Regions from separate parts of the Sus scrofa genome. Here regions 1 and 2 are each linked to region 3. Evidence: chromatin contacts called from public Hi-C data. All regions are on one chromosome and are shown on one strand. The core of a region is the stretch at or near the end of the contact, and the rest is flanking DNA. Distances in the headings are between cores, read along the strand shown. Region 1 holds the start of BAG2 (BAG family molecular chaperone regulator 2). Region 2 holds the start of ZNF451 (E3 SUMO-protein ligase ZNF451). Region 3 holds the start of PRIM2 (primase (DNA) subunit 2).

Region 1 (3,168 bases), core at 1-2,500, 130 kb before region 3:
TCAAATCATTTATTTGTTCACCCACTCACAAAGTATTCTTGGCTACTTACCATGTGTTCGCCACTGTTCTCGGCACTTGAGATCCCCCCCCAACACACACACACACAAAGCCCCCACTCTGGAGCACTCGGGGAGGGGGTTGGATAGAACCTCGAATGATAAGATAGTGAAACAGGGAAGGGGGGAGAGCATGGGGCTGGGCAGGGGGAGGCAGTTATTTCCAACAGGGTGGTCGGGAAGGACCCTGACCAGGTGAAGCTCAGGAGACCTGAAGGTGGGCGAGCTCTAGGAAGAGGGTGAAAAGGTCTAGAAGAGCAGGATGAGCTCAGAGGGCAATGCAAGGTGGCATCCTTAGAGACCTTTTCTGAAGACCCTGGAAAGGAGGAGCCCTGAAGGTTTCTGAGAGTAAGTGGTGTGACCTGCTGTACTTGGACTGCTGTGGGGCTGTGTTGAGTGCAAACAGCTGAGAGCAGAAGCAGGGGTGCAAGTGGGAGGGCAGGCCACTGGTCCAGGAGGGAAGGCAGGCTGGGTGCACCCTGAAGGGGAGGGGACTGGGTCTCTGGCATGAGAGTCCAGGGTGATGCTGAAGTCACCTGATAGACTTCCATTCTCCAAAAGTGGAAGGATTCTTTGTTCGTGTCATGATATGAGAGAATATACTTAATGATGTCAAATATTCCCCTCCAGCAACAATTCATCGACATGGAGTCTAAGTTCAGAAAAATTGCCATCCAGCCTTAAGGGCTTCATCTCTGTTCACTTATTTACATGGCTTTGATCTCAGATTAAAGGTTGTGATCCAGCTTTAAAGTGTTATTATCTCCACTTGAAGTGCCCTGTACCTTCTCATTCTTGCAGCGTGAAGCAGCGAGCTCCCCACAACATTCACTCCACTTGTACTGACCTTCATGGTGTCTGACCTCGTGGCCTACGGCATCTTTTCCTAACAGGAGATTTAAATAAGTTGGGTGTGAAAGGGTCTTAACCATTTCACTTAAATTCCAGCAAATAACTTTTGAACAGAAGAAAGTCATTGAAAATAAAGGAAGTTCACCTTCCTACGTCCCGCTGGGTGGTAAGAGGGGCGCCTTTTCTCGCGCGCTCTATTAGCCTCGTTCTCATCTCCGGAGAGGGCCTGGTGGCCAGGCAGGTCGGGCGACACGGCCCCGGCGGCCCGGCTCTGCGCGCGGGAGGCGGGAGGGCGGGCTGGGCTGGGCCGGGCCGGGCCGGGGGCGCGGGCTCCGCCCTGGGGGCGGTGTTCCAGGCGAAGAGCGGGCCCGACGCCACGTGAGCCGCCCCGCAGGCCGCCCGGCTTCCTCCTACCGCCCGCGCGCGGTCAGCCAGCGCCCCGCGCCCCTGGGTTCCCCTGGCGTCTGGAGCCCCGGTTCCCTGGCCCCCAGTCGTCCGGACCCCAGTCCTTGCTCGACCACCCGCGCCCCCCGACCCCCAGTCCCCTGGCCCCCAGTCCCCACCCAGACCGCGGATCCCCAGCCCGGGCGCGGGCGGCGCGTCAGAGAGAGGCGTGCGGCGCGGTGACGGCGGTGACCTCGGGCCTCCGGGCGCAGATGGCTCAGGCGAGGATCAGCGCCAAGGCCAACGAGGGCCGCTTCTGCCGCTCCTCGTCCATGGCCGACCGCTCCAGCCGCCTGCTGGAGAGCCTGGACCAGCTGGAGCTCAGGTGTGCGGGGCGGCGGGCGGATCCGGGCGCGGTCGGACCCCGGCCCTGGGGCACTCGCTAGCCTGTCCGTCCGGCGGTCCCTTGGCCCCGCGTCCCGGCGGCCGCGCTCTTGCCTGCGCGGGAGCGGGGGAAGCCGAGGAGGTGAAGGGTAGGGACGCCGCTGGCGGTTGGGGCTGGGCTGACACCGCGGGTCCGCGGAGCTTCCAGAACCTTCTGCACGCCAGGGGTTCGGTCGGGTCTCCCTGAGATGCTCTTTCTGAACGGGTGGCGGTCTAATGGTCCCAAGGTCAGTGATCCATTCTTTTGCTTCCAACACTTAAGAGCAATATCTCAGAATAAAGCTTCGGGGCCCCATCGGATCCCAAGGCGGGGCGGGGCGAGGGCACTTGTGGGGCGCCCGCCCGGTCCCCTCTGCGTTTTTCCCGGCGCCGGGCTCCCCCCACCAAGAGCCGCTCCCACCTTCCAAGTGCAGTTTGCTGGCCCGAAACCACAGGGGTCACCTGTTTCCACTCTTAGCTGATTCAGGTTTTAATAAGGAATCAACGTGTGGCTTGAAATAAAGCCGCGTGAGGGGGCCCGAGCTGCGCTGTTGGGGGGCGTGCTGAGCACCTGGGGGTGTGGGGGGGCCTCTAGCGCCGCCCCGGCCCCACGGAGGGGACTTGAGGGCGGGGTAGATGGGCGAGCGCACGTTTTGATAGAAGGTCGCTGCTGGTCGGGAGAGCAGATGTGTCCTCAATGGTTTTAGTGCTTTTCTGCGTGTGGGAAGATGCAAGAATCTGGGTTCATTAAATTTTCCTGAAAATCTCTCTCTGTGGGCCTGTTCCGCCAGTTTTCCCAGAGCGCAGAGCCTCCTCATTCCTGCTCGTCTGAATTCTTTCCAGGCTGTGCTGTCAGTTCCTGTAGAACCGGGTGGCCAGGGACTCTCCTAGCGGCAGATGGGGTGGTAGGCTCCTTGGGATGCCTAAAGCCTATGCAAGAAGTTTTGGACCTACTTTTCTCTTTCCACAATGTATGAAAACGTTGATGTACTTCTCGTAAAGGTTCAGGTCACAAAAGCTACTGTATAAATTGTGTGCAAGTGTAGTTTTATGAAAATCTTAACTGGGGCACCCACAACTCCCTTAAACCTCCGCATTTTTTTCCATAGTTTGCACCAGGTTCTGGATGAGCAAAGGAGTAGGTAAGGTAGACATTTCAAGAATTGCCTTTACCTCCCTTGATTAATACACCAAAACGGGAGGGGTCTTATGACTCATAAAGTACACTAATAACCAAATGAGGCATTTCTTCATTATTTATCATGATTAACTGAATGAGGCATTTATTATTTATCAATTAGCATTAAGCAAGTGAGGCCTATATTAATCATTTTAAAATTTAGTATTTATCATTTGAAATTTGTTATTGATGATGATGGCAAGAAACAATGTCTTCTCGGAAAATAAATTCAGAATGTATACCTGTATGTGTGATTGGGTCATCTTGCTGTA
Region 2 (3,183 bases), core at 50-2,549, 220 kb before region 3:
AGTGAAGCATAAAAAAAATTTCCTGTCACACAAAAAACCTTTTCCCATGGTTAAAAGTCTCCGTTTTGAACTCTGAACCAATCTGTTTCTTTGACATTTAACCAGTTCCCTAACACAGAGACTGACCTTAAAAATCACCCAATCTTGGGAATTCACTTTGCGGCTCAGCAGTTAATGAACCCGACTAGGATCCATGAGGATGTGGGGTTCAATCCCTGGCCTCCCTCAGTGGGTTAAAGTTCTGGAGTTGCCACGAGTGGTGGTGTAGGTTGCAGATGAGGCTGGGATCCTGCGTTGCTGTGGCCTAGGCTGGCAGCTATAGCTCTGATTCCACCCATAGCCTGGGAACTTCCACATGCTGCGGGTTGGGCCCTAAAAGGCAAACAAACAAACAAAATCACCCAACCTGGATCTCTGGAGAGACCATTAAGCTTTGCCTAGTTTGTCATTTGCTACACCAAGCCAAACAAACCTGGCCTGATGGGAACGATAGGCATGTCTCTTATAATAAATCTTAGTAGGTTTCAAAAAAAAAATTTTTTTTTTTTTCTTTTCTGCCTGTTCCCATGGCATGCCTGGCCAGGGATGGAACCTGTGCCACAGCAGCAACCTGAGCCACAGCAGTGACAATGCTGGATCCTTAACCCGCTGTGACACCGAATTCCACAAGAGAGGCTTTTTGGTAAGGCAGTAAGTGAAAAGAAAATGAGAACACATATTTGAACATGGGTGAACTATTTTATAGATTTTTGCGTGTGAACTCTTCTATTTTATTAAGGATCCATCTGAGAACATCTTTAGAAGGTAGGGTTCAGTGATAGTTAGAGATGTCTCGGTTCCCTGTCCTACTGGGCCAGGACTCCGTGGCCTCGCCAGCTTTCCATATGGAGACCAGAGCTCTGGGTTCCGGGTTTCTTCCTCAGGTGCATGAACACAGGCTCTGAATGGCGGAGACTAAAGATGGAGAACAGATGAGCAGCGTGAGGCCGCCTCAGATCCGTGCTGATCTTAGAATCCAGCCAAGCACCCATACTTCCAAACCTTAAAGAGAAAAAGGAGAACTGATCAATTAGTTCGCACCACCTGCTTTCTGGGCTCAAACAAATCAGTGAGCTTCGCTTCCATAGCCACACGAACCTCATCTCCAAAATCTCCTTCCATTCTAGTCCCCAGCCCGCCCACCGCTCGGCGAGCGACAGTGACGTCACTCCGAGGCGCGCACGCGCCGCGCCCCCGGCCCTTTTACTCTCGGTCCGCTAACAGCCAGTCTCTGTGCAGCCAGAACTACAGTTCCCAGCGGCCCGCGCGGCGGAGGCGGGCGGACGGGATTGTGTGAGGCCGGCCCCGGCGCTGCGGGCCCAGAAGGCCGCTCCTCTTGGGGAAGCGGTCTACCTCGCTTCCCGCCCGCGGCGTCGGCGGCTCGGCAACGTCCGCTGCTTGGCGCGCACGTGGGGGCGGGTCACGGCGGGCGGGGAGGTGGCGGGGACGGCAGCGGCGCTGGTTTTGTCCGGCGGGCCTTTGGGGAGATGGGAGACCCAGGGTCGGAGGTGAGTAGCGGGCTCGGCCTGGGGCGGTGCACGGGCAGACCTGGGGCGGCAGGCCTGGAGTGAGAGGCGCGGTGCCTGTGGTGGGGAGTCTGGGGCGAGGAGCGAGGGGGCGACGGACGTGGGGTGAGACACCTGGGGCGAGGGCCTGGCAGCCACAATGGCCGCCCGACCCGGCCCGGCCCGGCCCGGCTCGGGGGCGCTCCCCGCCCGTGGGCGCGGCGTGGGTGCCGAGGCCAGCAGTCTGCGGTGGAGCGAGCGCGCCCTTTCTCGCCGAGACGGAGATGCGGAGGGTCGGCCGGGCCTCTCGAGACCTTCCCTAGTTTGTGCCTTTTGGAAAAATCTCTTGCAAGTGTGTGGCTGTGTCGGTCAGCGTGTCTTGGCTTCTTTTTATAGATGATAGAATCTGTCCCTCCAGCTGGGCCTGAGGCGTCCGAGTCCACCCCGGAGGAAAATGAAGATGACATTCAGTTTGTCAGTGTAAGTAGCCACGACGGTCGGGTTTTCCGAGTCAGCACGCTGAACCCTGATGTGATTAACCCTCACCTGTCGGTGCATCGTTCACAAGGCACGTGTGACTGTCTGATGGGGACTGGACACCTTGGGGCATGGCCCAGGATTAGGGAATATACCCACAGAGTCTCTGAGCAGCCACCAGAAAGACTGTGGCCTGCAGTTCCTGTTGTACCCTGAGTCACGCTTCTCCCCCTTCGCTTGGAACCGTTTGATACTTAAGGTGTGCCAGGTTCTGGTTTCCTAAGGCTGTGTTTAGAAACGGGACAAGAGCAGCTTCTAAAAGGTGCCACACAGGTTAGGGAGAAGGACCCCTGGTGATGGTGAAGGAAGTGGAAAACAAGAAAGGCTGCAGGAACTGGGACTCGGAGCCTGGGTGTATCCCTAGTGCACAGGCAGATAGCTTGAAGACCCCCCAGGCTCTGAGATCATCCTGCTACAGCACAGAGCAGCAGGTGATGTTCACAATGCAACGCCTGCATCAGCAGGAGCACAGGGTCCCTGTCTGTGTGTTTATTCTCTTCAGCAGCAGCACAGTACCTTTCAAGCATTAGCAAGTGGACACTTATAGATTCCTGGACCCCAGTCCAGATCTGTGGAATCAATTTGGAGAGGGGAGGGCCTAGGAATCTTCCTTTAGGCACAGAGGCAGGGGTCTATGACTCTCTGAACACACTTTGTAAAGATTGGTTCCAAAAACGGAAGGGGGTGCTAGGATAGATTTTGGGATAATTTCCACCCCGAACTGTTTTACAAAGCCTCTGCTTAAACTAGTGTCTTAGTTTGCTAAAGCAGTTTTCTACTGTAAACTGCTCGTTTTGAATGAACTGTAGTTAGTTGAGGTTTGCTGTTAAAGGTGTATAATCTTTCTTTAATATACTGTCTGAGGTGCACCTGTGTTTGCTGGGTTTGGACGGTTTTGAAAAACTGATTATTAGGCAATGTCCTCTATGTACCACAAAGTCAGGCCAGTGTGATGATCCATTGTTGTGTTTTTGTGGGTTTGTTTGGGAGTCCTTCACAAAATCACTTCTTGGCTTTGTTCATCTTTACCTCTACATTTGGTGCTCTGTCCTTTTTATTTTAAACTTTAAGGCTTGGGGGATGAGGGTAGAAAAATGTATCC
Region 3 (3,271 bases), core at 56-2,555:
GGCCAGGGATCCAACCCACATCCTCACGGAGACTATGTTGAATCCTAACCCACTGAGCCACAATGGGATATTTAAATTCCTTCTCTATCCAGAGATCAGAATAACATTCATATAAATGTTTTTACGGTCTGTGATCAAGGTTTTTTTCAGGCAGTCCTTATGCTTTCAGGTGTCTTCATCAGACCAGGTGGTATTATTTATGTGTCTGATGCAAGAAGGAATTAAGGTGAGGAATGGTATGTTAGTGGAATTGGCACAGCCTGGTGGTTAGCACTGTGGTGCTTGCAGTGTCTCCCAGACTTTGAATCTAGCTCTCCCACTTACTATGTGATCTTTATGTCACTTAGCGTCTCTGTTCTAGGTTTCCTTATCTTTCAAATGGGTTAATAATAGAACCAACTTCAGATGGTTATTGGAATAAAATGAATTGATCTGTTAAGTTCCTTAGAGCAAGTCCTGGTGGAGGCTGGATAGGTGCTCTGAAGCTTGACATTGTTTCAGTACAGTTGGCATTTCTAAAATTTTAAACATTTCAGAGCGCTCCTCACCTCCCATCTTTACTAGAGCCTGCCACTGCTACTTTGGTAAGCGAGACACGCCCGCCCCCTGGAGGCCTCAAGTGAAGTTTATTTCCCGCTCTGGAAAAGTGTCTAGAGCACATCGCGGAGCTGGTGTGGCTCCCAGCTTGCAGCCGCAGATCCACTTTCTCCTCAGGGTTTTGCACCTGCTCGCCTCTGCGCCTCATTTGTAGACCCGGAGCAACTTCCGTATGCACGCATGCACTCATTCATTCCAGCTCACTTCAGATCCAGCTCACTCCAGACACTCTGCGGGGCGCTCGCCGTGCACGAGTCGTTGGTGGGGAGTGCACTGGGCATAGAACCCGACCGCGTGGGGGCTGCCGTCCATGAGAAAAAAGATTAGGTGTTGTACGGAGATGGGCAAGTTCCTGCTTTCGCGTCTGTACAACCGGGGCCACACGACCCTCCTTACAGGGTTCCTGGAAGATTGACCAGAGTCCCTAAGCAGGGGGCGGGTGCAGGAGGACCGCGCCGCCGGGTGGATGCGCGCTCGGCCCCGCCCTCAGCGCTCGCCCGCTCCAGGTCGGGCCGCTTCCCAGCTTCTCCTCTCTAGAGCTAGCGGTTCCACGCACGGGGAGCACAGCCCAAGACACGTGAAACGTTTTTAACCTGCTGCAACGATCCCGTCTACACCCAGCACCGCACAGAGCATGCGCAGGCCCGCGCATGGGCGGGACCTCGGAGGGAGGGCCTGGGGCCCAGCAACTTCCGCTTCCGGCCCCATATGAACTCTCCCGCCACTCGGGAAAAGCGGTTGTTTGGGTTTGTTCGGCTTCACGTTTGCTGTGGTTGCAGGTTAGAGGCACCACCGCGGGTTTAGGGCGGGCAGCAATCCTGGTGTGGAGGCTTGCTAGTCTGGAAAAGGGACGAGAGCTTTGGGGCGACGGGCGCCGAGGGCGGGTATAGGGTATGGGTCGCTCATCAGTGTCCCCGGGGCTGATTGACCGCCCGGGGATGGGGGGAAGGGGAGGGGGCGGGGTCTTCGCTGGGTTCCTGGGGATGCTGCTGAGGGGGGGGGACTGCTGAAGATGCTCTGAGGGGGGCTGCTGAGGGGCGCTGATTGGGGGTGCAGCTGAGGATGCTGTTGAAGATACTGCTGAGGGGGGCTGATAGGAGGGCTACTGAGGATGCTTCTGAGGGGGGCTGCTGAGGAGGGTTCCGACACCCGTAACTCCAAAGATCGCTGTCTGTCTGCCAGGGTCCTAAGGTGGGAAGCGGATAGCTGGACCCGGTCCACTGAGGCTCGGTAGCCAGAATCAACCCTGGTTTCCTCCAATTCAGGACTGCAACTCCCATGAATTCTTGGGACGGCAAAGACCTAAGGGTGGTGGCACACAGTCCTCTAAGTGACCAGGCAGCGTCATCTGACATTGATGTTGCTGGAAGTCAGGACCACTGCCTGTGTCTCCTCAGCTCACACCGCTTTCCCACCGGCTTTACACAGGTGTTACAGATGTGTTGTGGAAAGGGTGGAACACACAGAAGACGTGACTCAGGGATGCTACTGTTAACACTTTGCGCATGCTTCAACTCAGCTATCTTCCCCTCTGTGCATGTGGAGTTATTTTTGCATTTTTGTTTCTAACTCCACTTTCAATCATTTTAACTTTTTTTTTTTGCTTTCTTCCAAGGTACCAAGATGGAGTTTTTTGGAGGAAAGCGGAGGAAACTGAGGTTGGCAGATGACCAAAGGAATGCTTGCTATCCACATAGCCTTCAGTTTTATTTGCAACCACCTTCTGAAAACATATCTTTGACAGAGTTTGAAAACTTGGCTTTTGAGAGACTTAAGTGTGAGTGATTTGAGTTTGAATTTATATATTCTTTTTAAAAAATTTTTATTTTATGACTGCACCTGTGGCATATTGAAGTTCCCAGGCCAGAGATTGAATCTGAGTTGCAGGTGTGACCTACACTACAGCTGTGGCAATGCTGAATTCTTTAACTCGCTGTACCAGGCTGGGGGTTGAACCTACACCTCTGCAGAGACCTGAGCCACTACAGTCACGTTCTTAACCCACTGTACCACAGTGGGAACTCTGGATTTATATATTCTTGAGAACCTCATGCTTTGTGGGACTGAATTAGAATAATTTCATTTCCATTCGACACATTTATTGAGGATTTTCTATTGAGATTTTACTGTTCATTCTTTATTCACTGTACTGTGTGTATTTATTGAGTGCCACTATATTTTAGGTGACAGGGATTTTGAGCTGAATAATATAATTCTCACCTTTGTTGAAGCTGTATTCTAGTTCATGAAGATGGACATCCATAATAATAATTATAGTTTAGTATTTTAAGTGCTCTAGTAGAGGGAAATAATAGTGCCATTGAAACATAGAAGTGGGAATGATTAGTGCAGTCTGACTAAGACTTCTTACTAGAAGTTGAAATGTGATCTGGACCTTGAAGGATGAGCAGAAATTTCTCAGCAGAGAAGTGAAGGGCTTTTCCAAGCTGAGATAATAGCCTGTATGAAGGCTTGGAGGCATGAGAGAGAATGTCACATGTGAGGGAACAGTGACAAGTTTAGGGTGCATGGTAAAGTAGGATAACCAAGGGCATTTTGTGCCGAGCTAATGGCATAATGTTGGAGTGTAAGAAGTATGTAGCAATTGTACAGAGGGCTTAATTATTTTCCGTGTGTTGAAGAAAGAAAGAAGTTAGGTGTGCTGATACAGAGG

Evidence for each region. A called contact is a pair of places that touch in the nucleus more often than the background predicts.
Region 1: a Hi-C map of skeletal muscle shows a contact between it and region 3, with 8 times the contacts expected there. The contact joins the promoter of BAG2 here to the promoter of PRIM2 in region 3. A contact is called at or near these places in 8 of 47 Hi-C or Micro-C datasets (adipocytes, alveolar macrophages, embryonic fibroblasts and 4 more) and 1 of 2 datasets of contacts at active chromatin or transcription factors (skeletal muscle).
Region 2: a contact with region 3 is called in a Hi-C map of skeletal muscle, with 2.9 times the contacts expected there. The contact joins the promoter of ZNF451 here to the promoter of PRIM2 in region 3. A contact is called at or near these places in 12 of 47 Hi-C or Micro-C datasets (alveolar macrophages, embryonic fibroblasts, fetal heart ventricle and 5 more) and 2 of 2 datasets of contacts at active chromatin or transcription factors (alveolar macrophages and skeletal muscle).

The regions. Positions count from the first base shown.
Region 1 is chr7:28,678,579-28,681,746 of Sscrofa11.1, reverse strand. BAG2 (BAG family molecular chaperone regulator 2) reads left to right here and starts at 1,250. Exons shown (of 3, transcript XM_003128336.4): 1 at 1,250-1,678. The coding sequence starts at 1,566.
Region 2 is chr7:28,763,605-28,766,787 of Sscrofa11.1, reverse strand. It overlaps ZNF451 (E3 SUMO-protein ligase ZNF451), which reads left to right and starts at 1,299. Exons shown (of 15, transcript XM_001924600.5): 1 at 1,299-1,547; 2 at 1,941-2,024. The coding sequence starts at 1,527. It overlaps LOC100522935 (a long non-coding RNA gene), which reads right to left and starts at 1,241. Exons shown (of 2, transcript XR_304390.3): 1 at 1,138-1,241; 2 at 537-1,041.
Region 3 is chr7:28,547,755-28,551,025 of Sscrofa11.1, reverse strand. It overlaps PRIM2 (primase (DNA) subunit 2), which reads left to right and starts at 1,305. Exons shown (of 14, transcript NM_001244164.1): 1 at 1,305-1,376; 2 at 2,213-2,374. The coding sequence starts at 2,221.